Regions from separate parts of the Mus musculus genome. Here region 2 is linked to region 1. Evidence: chromatin contacts called from public Hi-C data. All regions are on one chromosome and are shown on one strand. The core of a region is the stretch at or near the end of the contact, and the rest is flanking DNA. Distances in the headings are between cores, read along the strand shown. Region 1 overlaps Itpk1 (inositol 1,3,4-triphosphate 5/6 kinase). Region 2 overlaps Gm30296 (a long non-coding RNA gene).

What was found. Hi-C and Micro-C count contacts between places; a contact is called where the count stands out from the background.
Region 2: a contact with region 1 is called in a Hi-C map of CD8 T cells, with 4 times the contacts expected there. The contact joins two enhancer-like sites. A contact is called at or near these places in 10 of 39 promoter capture datasets (the 3T3-L1 cell line, 3T3-L1-derived adipocytes, the C10 cell line and 6 more), 10 of 15 datasets of contacts at CTCF or cohesin (CD8 T cells, the G1E-ER4 cell line, the NIH/3T3 cell line and 6 more), 236 of 484 Hi-C or Micro-C datasets (the 63-12 cell line, the AML12 cell line, the AtT-20 cell line and 119 more), 40 of 115 datasets of contacts at active chromatin or transcription factors (the 230-238 cell line, CD4 single positive thymocytes, the HPC-7 cell line and 23 more) and 5 of 9 other capture datasets (adipose tissue, embryonic stem cells, embryonic tail and 2 more).

What each region holds. Positions count from the first base shown.
Region 1 is chr12:102,575,035-102,582,099 of GRCm38.p6, reverse strand. Itpk1 (inositol 1,3,4-triphosphate 5/6 kinase) reads left to right here. Exons shown (of 10, transcript NM_172584.3): 8 at 2,928-2,995. Among named protein-coding and RNA genes, the nearest start is that of Chga, 24 kb to the right of the region's middle. Within about 2 kb of position 2,834, at least 21 of the 459 cell types and tissues checked have an H3K27ac peak or open chromatin away from gene starts, as enhancers often do. A contact at or near this core is called in CD8 T cells, Th1 cells and trophoblast stem cells, where this site is marked.
Region 2 is chr12:102,723,158-102,730,222 of GRCm38.p6, reverse strand. Gm30296 (a long non-coding RNA gene) reads right to left here. Exons shown (of 4, transcript XR_001780676.2): 2 at 154-232. Among named protein-coding and RNA genes, the nearest start is that of Gm30296, 16 kb to the right of the region's middle. Within about 2 kb of position 4,317, at least 44 of the 459 cell types and tissues checked have an H3K27ac peak or open chromatin away from gene starts, as enhancers often do. A contact at or near this core is called in CD8 T cells, Th1 cells and trophoblast stem cells, where this site is marked.

The DNA.
Region 1 (7,065 bases), core at 1,585-4,084:
AGTTTGGCAGTAGCAGTGAAAATAATTTTATGGTTGAGGTCATCACAGCATGAAGAATTAGATTAAAGGGTTGAAAGCCACAGTTCTAGGTAGCTGTCTGCATCTTCTTCCTGTTTCTCTTTCATCCTGTACCTTGACCCTGAAGCCACATTGCCTTGGGCTCCTAGCTTTGTGTAAGGACTCTACTCCCCCTCCCTCCAGGTCCTAAGGGTGCATAAGACCCGTGCCTCTTATTTATTTGAAAGGATAATAAGCATCTCCAGGGTTGTCCCAGTCCTTTGATGCTATTGCAGGGTGACTGTGGTATGCAAATGAGTGGGTGGGGCCATGCTCTGTGCTCTCCAAGAAGACTGCAGATACAGGTAGCCTGGCTTACAGTCTGTAGTTTATACTGAGCTGACACCAGGACACCTAAAGTCATATGATGCTGCTTTTATTGAACATGCCATAGACTCGCCATGCCAGAGGGCCAGCCAGGAGCCAGGCAGGCAGGTTTATTAGCAATGTGTGTTCCCGTGAGGAATAACAACATATGGGAGAGACATAACTGGAGGATCCGTTTTATTGGAGATGAGCACTTCAGGGGACATATAGGCAAGTGCTAGGACACCAGATGGAAGGGTGTGTGAGAAAGACTAAGCAGGGCAGTGGCAGGTACAGGCACCTCTGCAGAGTCGCATTCAATGACAGGATGGTGGCTTACACCATGGGGAAAGACAGGAGACCAAACATGAAGGCTGAAAGCAGCAGGTCATAGTCTACATTGTTGAGATGCCTGAGCCAGTCTGGTTATTCACCCTCCCTTTGAGTCTGTTTTGTCTCCCTGAGAGCAAAACCACCCGGTGACCATCACCTTGGCCTCCCATTCTCATTGGGAGTTTGAGGTGGCCCCCAAGCTAAGTGTTTGGGGGACTAGTCCAGGAGCACTCAGTGGCTAGGCTCCCAAATATCAGCGCTCCTGGGAGCAAGAACATTGCTGCTAAGGGTAGAGAGCAAGGCCCAGGCCCCACCAGAACCAACTATCTCAAAGCTTCCTAAGGAGCCAGGCTCCAGCACTCTTTGCTGGGGCTAGACACCTCTGACCCATCTCAACTCCTCTCAGTCTCTTGCTGACAGGCATGACTGGAAGCTGCTCACTCCCTGCATCCTGGTTGTGCAGAGGTGCCTTCACCGGGGGCATCTCTTGCTTAGTGGTCCTTAGGCCAGAGTGCCCCCGGCCAGCAGTAGCAGTCAGAGTAGAGGGCAGTTTTCCTTTGAGCTATCTGTACATTTGATCAGTCTATATGATCTGTCCAGTGAAACAGACATCACAAGTCTCCGGTGCCGTCCCTTCCTAGCACCAGCCAAGCCTCTGTGTGCTTCGTGCAGGCTCCCACAGGCTTCCCACACTCCTTGAGCATTACTGTGTCTACCTGCTCCTGTCCTCACACCTCAGGCCTGCTCTGCTCTTTCCGCCTTTGCTCTTGGGGACCTATAGAGGCTTGGGTGGGAGGTACCCCGAGTTCAGGACGCTCCAGGAGAAGGTTGGCAATGCCTATGGAAGGCCAGAGAGCCATCCTAAGTGACGAAGCCCTGGTCCAGCCTCTTGGTCTGTCAGGCTCTGCCCGCCATTCCTGAAGGTTCACCTGTGCCCGAGAGCAGGGACCAGTGGGCGTGCTTGACACAAGTCCCGCAGGGTGTTTATTTTTCCCAGGCTCCTCCCCAGGACCATCTCTCATGCCCCCTGTCTGGACTGGCTCTGGTCGGAGCAGCGGGAGGACTGTCGGGCACACCGGGGTGGCCAGGGGCCTCTGTGCCCCACTAGCGGGAAGGATGCCAGGTACTTCAGCGCCTGCCTGCTTGGCTCTGCCTGAATCACTTCCTTGTGCATGATTTTTATGGCGCCGTAGAGTCATGGGGCTGCTGGGGGGTCATGGCAGCCACAACAGGCACCTGAGCCCTGGCACACACGCCCTCAGCCCGTGTTCAACCTGTCCTAGTGCTCGGGGGCCTGGGTCCCAGGGATGATCACCATGTCCTGCAGGGTGGGGGATCCATGACACCTCTTTTGCAAGAATTTGAGCAAGGGTTGTCAGGACCCCCTTGGGGGGGCTTCCAGCCCAGATTGGCCCTGTGCTATTCTTGGTGGGAGTGGGGCTATGAGGGGGTAATGGCCAGATCTCAACCCCTAGGCTTGTGGTTTTGTGATTCTCGCCCTAGCGTGTCCATGCTTCCAAGTGCTTGAGAACATTGCAAACTGTGCAGCCAAGCTTACATCTCCCCAGAGCAATCATGGCTTACACCTCAAGGACATTCGTACAAGGGGAATAAATGGACGCTCCATCACATTCCTGGGACTGAGCTGCCTCTCTGGCGTCCAGGGGGCTGAGGGATTGTGGGCAGCAGCAGATCAGCCATGTGGTGTAGAGGAGACTGGGGCATTGCAAGGCTTTCCTGGGTGAGCCTGTGGAAGCCTTGCTCGGGTTCCTATTAAGTAGTTGGGAACCTTTTGTCTGTTCAGCTTACATATGAGTGGCCACTTGATTGGGGTTACCTGGCCCAAATGGCTTTTGGTAGGCTTCTTCTCTCAGGGCACTCCAGACCTTTGATATCTGGGTGCACTATGTCTTCACCTCCGTTGCCCTTCTCTTCCCAGCCTCCTGTTCATACTTATGACCGGCCCAGCCTTAGGTGCTAAGGAAACCCATACATAGTGCCATACAATGGTAGTGAGGGTGCCCCAGTAAACCACTCATTTTTATGTGGGAGGACAAATTGAAGCCGGGATCCTGATGGATGCACATCTCTATGTGATGTGGGAGCCTAGCTCCCAAGAACCCAGGGCTGAGCCAGAGGCCACCCAGAGCGTGACTGGGGTGGTGCTGCCCCCTGGTGTTGGCATTGCTGTCTCCTGGTCTGATTCACCCTGTGACTTCTGTTTTTTTCAGATCGTGAGTCCATCTTCTTCAACAGCCACAATGTGTCAAAGCCGGAGTCTTCATCAGTCCTCACTGAGGTATGTCTGTCGTCCACGGCAGCCTGTCAAGGGGTTCTAGCTGAGCTGTTTAGAAGGGCCCACACAATCATATCAGTGGGCTTCATGGTCTTGTATGTGTCTGGAAGGGAGCACTTAGGACCTGGTGAGGACCACTTTCAGTGAGTCAGCTTGCCTCTGGAGCAGCCTCCCTCTTGCCATCATGGCTGGAACATCAGTATGTCAGGCTTAGTGGGGGGTGCTTGGCGGCCTTATCTCATGCAGCTTTACAGAAAGGGCAACCAGCTTAGAGAAAGGACAACACAGACCGAGTTCATACAGAGGCAAGCAGGGATTACCCTCACCTCTCTGATTACAAAGTTGAGAGTCTTCTAGAAATTTCCTTCCTTGATAGTAGCAAAAAGTGCCTTGGGCTACAGCCTTCTGTTCCCCACAGAAGTCTGGCTTCAGCTCTCCATGGGGGAGTCATGTGTTCTGGGAGCTCAGAGTAGGTCCTTCTATCTCTCCTGATTATACTCAACGACAGAAGCTGCCATTGTCTTGTACCTAACCTGGTTCCAGGCCCTTGGCCTGGCCTCGGGTGCCTGACCTCTGACCTCAGCAGCACGGCAGTTCCTTTCTTGTGTGGCTCTGGCTGGCCTCAGAGTCACAGATCCACCTGCCTCTGCCTCCTGAGCGCTGGGATTAAAGGTGTGCGCCACCAGCGTGGCTAGTTCCTTGTTTGCGCTTCCTTTGAAGATGCCACTGTGAGCCAAGAGATAAAGCGTGGCTTTGACAGGACCTGGAAAGATAGCACTGTCCCTTGGGATCTAGATTGATGTCGTCCCCCTAGAACAAATAGGGAAGCCTTGGACCATCAGGCTTGTTTAACTTTTAATTACTGTGTGTTCGTGTGCGTGCGTGAAAGTCAGGGGACCACTTTGTGGAGTTTATGGTTCTTCCCACCCCACCTGTATGTGTGTTCTGTGAAAGGAACTCAGCTCTCAAGACTTTGACACACTGAGCCACCTCATCCGCCCAGACCACCACATCTCAAGCAGACTCTCACAGAGCTGGCTATGCACCCTGAGAAATACAAGCAGAGCCGTGTATGTGGGAAGGCTTTCTTCTCCTCATGTCAGAATCACTGGCGTCCTGCCCCCTCCCACTAGGCCCCTGGGAATCCAGCTCATCTGGTGGCAAGAGGGAGTTGGCCTTACACAGGCTTCCCGAGAGGCTGTCCCTGTCGGTGTTCTTGCGTGGTAGAGCACTGCTGAGCACTGAGACTATTACCAGCCAGTGCCAGAGGGATGCTTTAAGGCTGGGAAGTCTCCCTTCTTGAATCATTGCCTATTGGCCTGCTTCTTCTTCTGAGGAATGGAGAGAGTCTACTACACCACAAGGTCCCTCCCCACACCTGAGGCCTTCAGGTACCCCATATTTCCACTACCACACCGAGCCCTTCAGAGCTGACGTCTTGTGGTGCAGAACGGCACACACAGCCTTTGTCCCTGGGGACATCACACTCCAGGATGCCGGCAAGCTGAACTGGAAGTCGATTCTATTCCTAGGAACCAGTGGCCAGAGCATGCCCCACTCCTGCCCCAAGGAGTGCCATGCAGGGACACCCAGTAACCTTGAAGGCCCGCCTCATCCCTAGACAATGCCTTTGAAAATGGGCCTCGCTTCTCCCTAAGCTTTTAGACCATGAACACCTTTCACCATTGAGAGGGTGAAAGGTGTTCATGGGATTATTGAGCATAGCTCCCAGTGGGTAGCTCAGTGGCAAATACACACACACACACACACACACACACACACACACACATCTATCCCCAGCACTGCCATAGTGAGGAAGCAGAGTTCTCTGCTGTGGTCTGACCTGAGGTCTGACCTGAGTCACATCACCTCCCTGAGCCTGGGTTCCTTCATCTCTCTCATGAGTCACTAGGAATGTCTGCGTCTGACATGTACACACCTGTATTGTGATTAGTGTCAGCTGCAATAGAGGTCGAGGGTCACCAGGTCAGTCCACAGGCACACCAGCTCGATTCTTCCTCCTGTCCTAGAACCCCACAGCTCAATTGGCTTGGGTCCATGGGGCCATCTCTCTGCCTTTGTCTAGTACTAGACTGGCTGTTTGGTTTTGGATAATCAAATGGCTTCAGAAGGACTTCTGAGATTCTTTAGCTGAGCTAAGAAGGTGCTTTTATAAACAGCGTGTCACGGGGCTCCATAACAGGCAATGATGAGTACTGCCTTGCTCCCAGGCACTGCGCCACGAGCCTCAGCTATCCGCTCAGCAGTCCTTCCTTACCGGAGCCTCACGGCCTAGGTATTTTTATTAGCTTATTCACTGGGGTGGAAAAGCAAGGTCCAGGAGGGCCACTTGACAGATCAGGGACACATAGTGGATGCAGGAAGGCCAAGGCTAGTCTCTGATTTGGTTTGGGACTCTGGGCTGGGCCAAGCCACTGACCCAAGTGACCAGGAAGCTCAGGCAGGGCTGAGTGCCCACTGTAGCCAGGTGGTGGCTGCCCCTCACCCCCACCCCAGGAAATACTTTCCCTAGGTCAGGCACGGGATAGCAGGGTTTCAAATGGAGGGGCCCTGCTGTTCACAGAGCTGTGGGTATAGCCTGAGCAGCAGGACATAGGTGGGTCCGTGTGTCGGTCCCTGCTCAACACATGTCTATATTAAGGTCTTTTTATTAGTGACCAGCGCTTTTTTATTTGGTTGTTGTCCTAGTTAGTTAGGGTTACTGTTGCTGCGGTGAGACACCATGACCAAAGTGGCTTGGAGAAGAAAGGACTTAACTTGGTTTATGCTTCCACATCACAGTTCATTTTGAAAGGAAATCAGGACCGGAACCTGAGGCAGAGCTGATGCAGCAGCAGTGGAGGGAAGCTGCTCACTGCCTTGCTCCTCATGGCTTCTTCAGCCTGCTTTCTTGTAAAACCCAGAACTGTCAGCCTGGGGGTGGCACCACCCACAATGGGCTGGGCCCTCCCCCATCTATCACTGATTAAGAAAATGCCCTACAGGCTGGCCCACAGTCCAGTCTTACGGAGACACTTGCTCAGTTGAGCTTCCCTCTCCAGTGACTCTAGCTTGTGTCTGAGTTGTACAGTTGTCTTGTTTTGAGATAGGATCTCACTTTGTAGCTTGGCTGGTGTGGAACTCTCTATGTAAATCGTGCTCCTGCCCCCAAATACTGGGATTTACACCACCACACCCAGCATTTTCTGGGCTTTTTAAATTGAGATAAAAATCTACCTGTGTAAAATTGGCTATTTTAAGTATTTTTTTTTTAAGATTTAATTTTTTTTGTATGCATGTGAGTGTTTGGCCTGCATGTCTGTGCACTATATGCATGCTGTGCCTGCAGAGGTCAGAAGAGGGCATCAGATCCCATGTGAATACTGTCAAGTCCAGGTCCTCTGTAAGAGTAACCGGTCCTCTAAACTGCTGAGCCATCTGCCCAGCTCCTACAGTGAACAATTTAATAGCAGCAGTCACACACTCAGTGTCCTGTTGACACACCTCTATCCAATTCCAAAATATTTTCCTCCCCTGTTTCCATGAACACCCGATCCCTGTTCCTCCCGCCCCAGCCCCTGGCCACCTTGAGTCTGACCTCCACCTACATGATCTCAGACTGTGCTGGGCGGTCTACATAAGCCGTATCTTCAACACTTCGCTCCCCAGCTGACTCCCGACCCTCGGCACCGTGCATGGAAGAACTTGAGTCCTTTTTATGGACAATTCATGTTTCTTTGTGTGGATAAGCTACAGCTTTCCCATTTGTCTGGAACCATCTGGAACATTTGGCCATTGGAAGATCACTACAGTTACCATTGGTGCCCCAAGGTCTCTTTGAGTGCCCTTTTTAAACCCCTAATAGACTTATCTATCTGGGTCCTAAGGTATTCTATGTTTAACCATTTGAGAATTTTTAAATAAATCTATTCATTCATTTTTGTGTGTGGAGCTCAGAGGACAGTTTTCAAAAGTCTCTGCCCCCTGCAGGACTTGGAGGATCAAACTCGAGTCATCGAGTAACAAGAGCTTTAACCCGCTGGCCCATCTCACCAGCCCAGTGTGTTTCATTT
Region 2 (7,065 bases), core at 3,068-5,567, 150 kb before region 1:
CGTATAATTCCCAGCAGTGGGGAAGGTGAAACAGAAGGATGGTTTGAGGCCAGCATGGGCTACCTAGGAAAGCTTAAGACAGAGAGATGCACGCACGTACTCACACCAGACAGAAGTACACACCCCTAAAAAACAACAAAAAGCCCACATCACCTTGTAGTTACTCGTTTTAAGATCGCCTTCCTCACAGATCCTAGTGTCAACGACAGCCCCACAAGACCGACCCTGCAGCCTGTAGAGTAGAGGGGATAAGGAATTAACATCTTATTGATCAATCGTTTGACGGATGGGAGCTGGGAGACATGGGTAATTCCTTACTCTTTCCGACCCATGGAGTGAAATGTTCCTGGACGCACAGGTTCTCTCACTGAAGGGACTGCTTGCCAAATCGCCTCCCTTGCTTGCCATCCATCCCTGCTCCCTGGCGCTGCTCTTCTCTATGAAGGAGGGGCCAAATAGGCCTTTGCTTCTAGCTCTCCTTCCTGGGAAGCTAGGGGTGTCCTAAGAAAAATTACTAGTCATAATAGACACAAGGCTTAAGCAGTGCATCCGGAGCTGGAAAGACAAGCAGGACGACTCGAGTTCAAACCTTCAGAACCCACGTGAAAGCCAGACACAAAGCACAAATAAATACAAAGCATGTGGGCCCGAGGTTGTCCTCTGACCTCCACGAGACTACTACGGAGTGCATATGACCTGCTCCCCACCCCCCCAACCCCTCCAATCCCCCAGCCCCCCCAACCCCACCCCACCCCTTTCTCTTTCTCCACTGATGTCAGAATCCCCATCCATCCATCTTTGGGTTCTTCTCCTCTCCACACTGATTCTTTGTTTATTAATACTTTCCATAAATAGAGGCAAGTTAGTCTCTAGACCCAGAATACTCTTTTGTTTGTTTGTTTGTTTGTTTTAAGATTTTGTTTATTTATTTAATGTAAGGACACTGTAGCTACCTTCAGACACCCCAGAAGAGGGCATCAGATCTCATTATGGATGGTTGTGAGCCACCATGTGGTTGCTGGGATTTGAACTCAGGACCTTTGGAAGAGCAGTTAGTGCTCTTAACCACTGAGCCACCTCTCTAGCCCCTACTTTTTTTTTTAAGAGTTATTTATTTTTATATTATGTGTATGGTTGTTTTGCCTGCTTGTATGTCTGTGTACCACATACCTGCAGTGCCTACAGAGACCAGGAAAAGGCATTGGATTCTCCTGGAACTGGCATTAAAGATGGTTAAGGTCTGATGTGTGAGTGATGGGGATAGAACCTGGGTGCTGCAAACAAGCAGCCAGTGCTCTTAACTGCTGAGCTGTCTCTTTAACCCCCCTATTATTATTAATTATTATTATTATTATTATTATTGGTTTTTTTTTAATTACTCTGTCGTCCTAGATGGCCTCAGACTCAAGGGGATGTTCCTGCCTCAGAATCTGAAGTTCAGGGATTACTGGTGTGAACCACAACCGAAGGCTTCCACTTTGTCCTTAAATGCAAAAATGCCCCTTTCCCCAAAGTTTCAACCTGAGACCAGCAGCTTTCCCTTGTGGACTCTGATCAGCATTTGGGGTCCTGTGTGTCTCAGACCGATCACGGGGAAGAAGGCCCCACACCTGTTCTCCAGGGCTTTGTCCTTTTAGCTTTCCCGGTGCTGCCCGCACTCAGGGTGCATCTTCCCTGTTCTGCCAAAGCTTTCTGGAAACACCCTCATAGGTGTGTTTCTATGGTGATTTTAAATCCCATCAAGTAGACATGAAGAGTAACCATCACAGTGCCTGAGGCTAGAGCTGGCCAGGGTCACTCTCTGTGGGCCCACGTTCCTGTGGGCAAAGTCCTGACATCTAGCCAGGCCTGCCTTTCTTACTCTGTAGCCCAGGCAAGGACCTCATCTGTCGCTAGGTTCTCAAACAGGAAGCAGGCAACTCCATCACTCAGCAGCCAGGGGCCACACAGAGACACAGTCTGTGGGGTCCTCACTCACCACAGGTTGTCATCCATATGGCACTGAGCCCTTCCCCTAGGGAGATATGCAGGGATGTTGGCAAGACCACACGGGAGGAGATCACCAACCGAAGGCACAACAGGATTTTCCCAGAGGTCTCAGACTGGCAGCTCCCCTGTGGGCCACCTGCCAGCTCTACTGCTCCATTCTCCCAACCTTCCTACTCTCCAGGCCCTTGCCTGTCTTCTAATGTCTCCTTATTATCCCCACGTTGCCACAGTGCATTTATCTGAGTCCCCATCTGATAGAGCTAGCTTTCATTTTCTTCCCCCCACCCCCCGCAGTCCCCCTCTTTTCCAAGACAGGGTTTCTCTGGGTAGCCCTGGCTGTCCTGGAACTCACTCTGTAGACCAGTTTGGCCTTGAAATCACAGAGATCCATCTATCTCTGCCTCTGGAGTGCTGGGATTAAAGGCGTGCGCACCACCACCACCACTACCCCCTGGCAGCTCTCATTTTCTTATGCCTAAGAAGATCTAATGCTCACAGAATACAGTGTAAAGTGTTTGTGGGTTTTACAATGATCAGCGTTGACAGTCAACTTGCTATAAATCACCTGGGAAGGAAGTGTTACTGAGGGATTGTCCACACTAGCCTGGCCTGTAGGTATGTCTGTGAGAGATTGTCTTATTGAGTGAGGTGGGGAGTTCCATCCAACTGTGGGTGGCACCATTCCCTAGGCCACATGCAGTAGTGGAGGTCGGTCCTGAATTGTATGAGTGAAGAAACTGAACTGAGCAAGCAAGAGAGCGTGCATTCGCTTCTCTCTGCTCTTGATTATGAATGTACTGTGACTAGCTGCATGGCGTTCCCGCCTTGATTTCCCCACAGGGATGGACTATAACCTGGAACTGTAAGCTGAAATAAACTCCTTCCTCCCTGCAGTTGCTTACTGTCACAGCTACGTAAGTGACGCTAGGAAGGGCTTTCTGGTTGCTGATCCAGACCAGAAGGCCAAGACCCTCTGAACACCAGATCTGAAGACAGCAATCATTGAAAGACATTTTGAGACCTTTACGACGTAAGTCTGGGTGTAACTGGGGGGCTGGGTTGCATAGAGGAGTGGCTGTTGCTGTTGGAGGTAGAAGTGCCTCTGCCCTTTCCTTGGGCATGACTAATCCCGCAGCGTGAAATTCTGTAATGTGTGTGCTTGACTTTTTGCATTAGTTTGTTTCTGAGACAGGGCTTCTCTATGGAGTCCTGGCTAGCTTGGAATTTGCTATGAGGACCAACCCTCCTATTCACAGAGATCTCTCTGCTTCTACTTCCCAAGTGCTGGGATTAAAGACATGTGCTACCACATGTGTCTACTCTTTCAAATAGCTCAGTGACAGGCTAGGTTGTGGTGGCACAAGCCTGTGGTCTCAGCACCAAGAGGCTGAGGCAGGTGAATGGTGATCTGAGGCCAGGCTGAACTGTACTGAAATCTCATCACAAAAGAATAAGAGGGGAAGGAAGAGAGATGGAGGGCGTGAGGGTCGAGGATAACATGTAGGAATTGGTTCTTTCTATTATGACAGGCCTGGGTTTTGAACTCAGGTTGTCAGGCTTGGCAGCAAGTGCCTTTCTTTATCCACTGAGCTTCTCTCAATGGTCTTGTTTCTATTTTCCTCAACCTTGGCTACCATCTTGCTATATATAACAACTTCTTGTTCCCTAGTCATAGCTGACTGGGCCTCTGACCCAAGCGGGACCAATGGGCATCCTCTAGGGAATTTGAAACTGGGACAGAAAGAGGATCAGCTGCAGTCTGGTTTCTTTCTTGTCAGGAGACACGAAAGCCCAGCAAAAGTGAGCAAGAGGGATCCTTAGCTCCTTGACCCAGGCACAGATACCAATCTGCTACAACAGGAGATTGAGTGGACCCCGAACAATGCAAATCAAGAGGGAGAGACTGAGATAGCCTAGGCTATGGAAGCGTCCCAGCTCTTGCCTCCAGACAGACCAAGACTCCCATCATTCTCTAGTCTCAGACCTCAAAACGCACCTCTATGCTTTTCTAATAGACAGGGTGTGAGCATCTGTGTGTGGAGGCAGGCCCAGACTGGCTAATAGAGCCCGTTGTGCATAGTTACATAGTTCGTTCGTGGGTGGCAGTCAGCTAGCTACAGAAACTGGAAACCGCTACCAAGCAGGAACCCCTCCCTGAGAGCACCATATGCATTTCCCAGCACTCTCCCCTCCACCCTCTGGAGAGTCCCATAAGCTACAGCCCAGACCTTCTAAGTGAACTGGCTGCCGAGCCAACTCCTATGTGTGCTTAGACTGCTGCTGCTCTGAAGAAGCCTTCTGTAATGCTGGCAGGAAGCCAGTTTGATGCATAGTCATCTCAGGGCCAGGAGGACATCCTGAACCAGCCCAGAGTCCCGAGGCTTCTGTGTCATAGCCGTGGGTGGGCACAGACTCACCCAGGCCATAAATGCCAAGGTCCTTGGGGCTGAAGTCCATGTTCTGGAGGATGGGTGTCCCCTGTCCTCCTGGCACCCTCAGGTTCACTCCTGGTACATCTCCACTGACTGGCTTCTTACCACCCCCTCTCCCCCAGCCCTGGCCTGCTCAGCTGTCCCACCATCTACACGTGTATGAAGCCTCGGTTGGCTTTTTTTTTTTAATCAGGAAAGTTGGTGGGCCGTCTCCTAGGAACCCAGACAGTTTCCTTTCAAGAGATTCTCTGCTGCTCTCCCTACCCACTTCCCGCCCGCGTAGTAGCCCCCTCTGGCCATGACCCCGACACACCATTGCCTTAGAACTAGAGCATCTATATCACTATGTCCCTTTTTGAATCTTCACTATGCTGAGGGCTTCTCTCGCATCTATGGGCATCAGCATGACTGAAGGATGTCAGGGTGTGTCCCCAACTGAGAAAGTGCTTATCATGAGATCAGGGTGGAGCTGCTGACTAAGCATAAAGGTGTGTCACCCAGGATGTCATTGACATTGTTAAAGGAAGATGCAACCCAGATAGGCCTGGCACCAGCAGAATGCAGACAGGGGACAGCAATGGATGATGTATTCCCATCACCAGGGTCACAGGCAGAGAGACTGCAGGACAAGTGTGATGCCAAGAACTTGAGCGTGAGGCTACCAGAAATCTTGGCTCCTATTCTAGCTGTCCCATTGTTGGAGACAAGAGCAAGTCCTGTTGTCACCTTGATAATCGATCTCCTCACTTGTCCAAACGTTTTTACTGAATTGCTATCTGGACTATAAAAGATGGCATAGGAAGATGGCTCAGTGGGTCATACCCCTGCAGCCCAGCCTGACAATATAAGTTCAGTCTCAGGGAGAGACTAGCTGAAGGAAAGAGGTGACTCAGCTATCCTCTGACCACTGACCAACATGCTGGGCATACATGCTGTAGCCTGAGTATGCCCTGCCCCCTGAATGAATAAATATTTTAAAAATTTAAATGGGGGCCTGGAAAGATGGGCCATTGGGTCATAGCACTTGCTATTACAGAAGACCCAGGTTGGGTTCCCAGCACGCACACGATCATTTACAGTCACCAGGTCCAAGGACTCTGATCTTCATAGACAACTGGCACACATGTAAGCATAATACATTCAGGCAAACACTCATACACATGACAATTAAAAGTAGCTAAGTCTGGGGCTGGAGAGATGGCTCTGTGGTTGAAAGCACTGACTGCTCTTCCAGAGGACCTAGGTTCAGTTCCCAGCACTCACATGGTGGCTCACAGCTGTCAGTAACTCCAGCTCCAGGGGATCTGACACTCACACAGACATATACAAGTAAAACATCAGTGCACATAAAATAAATAAATTTTAAAAATTAGGGGCTGGTGACACACACCTTTAATTAATTCCAACACTCTGGGAGGCAAAGGCAGACAGATCTTTGAGCATTCAAGACCAGCCAAGTCTGCATAGTAAGACCCTGTCTTAAAAATAAATAAATATTAAAAATTAAATATATTCACTGGAAAAAAAACCCAACTAAAAAAGACAGGGATGTCACCCTGGACTGCCTGGTATCAAGAACGGTGGGTAAAAGTTAGTGTCTCATTTGCCTATGAGTCTGTGTTCTGCTGGTCATGTGTAAAAGAATCAGCTCTGCTTAAGGAAAGCAAATGAGGAATTTGTCACAGGAGAGAAGCGCTCACTTTCTCCCGGCTCCTGCTACCCCTTTCTTACATGGTAAAACTATTTTTAGCCAGGTTCAGAGTGGCTTAATTACTGCCTGCTTCCCAGCCTCCCTTACAGATTGACACGTTCTGCAACTAAGCTCCAGACAGCGGGGGTGTGAACAGAAGTGATATATATATATATATAATATTCTAGGTCATATCCTTAAAGCGAAGGCACATTCTTTTATCTTCCTTTTTACAGGAAAAATCTTTTCCTCTTTCTTTCTGGCTAGAACAGGAATGTGCTGGCAGGAGCAGCCCTATTGGTTTATGAGGAAAGACGGGTTTGGGGATGGAGACAACAAGAAAGAAAGCAAGGTTCAATAGTGCATGCTTTTTGTTTTTTTTGTTTTGTTTTGTTTTGTTTTGTTTTGTTTTGGTTTGGTTTTTTGGTTTTTCGAGACAGGGTTTCTCTGTGTAGTCCTGGCTGTCCTGGAGCTCACTCTGTAGACCAGGCTGGCCTCGAACTCAGAAATCCTCCTGCCTCTGCCTCCTGAGTGCTGGGATTAGTGTGCACCACCACGCCCGGCTTAGTGCGTGCTTTTAATCTCAGCACTTGGGTTTTGGAGGCAGAGGCAGGCAGATCTGTTGAGTTCTAGGCCAGCTTGGTCTACATAGTGAGTTCCAGGCTGACCAGGACTACAACTCATCTCAAAAAAAAAAAGTCAGGGTTGGGCTGGAGTGACTTGGAGCCATTGCCTCCCTGTCTAACAGCTCAGACTTTCAAGTGCCTGAGAAATTAAATTTCTGTTTATTTGCAAATCAGAGAGATTAAATTTCCGTTTACGTATGAGTCATCATTGTTGGGTTTTATTACAGCATCCAAACCTAACTTCTACCTCAGTCAGTCATCTGGAAACTCATGGAGTCTGAGGTAGAGGCAAGATTCAGACAGCAGGAGGAGCAGACCTGTGGTCCTG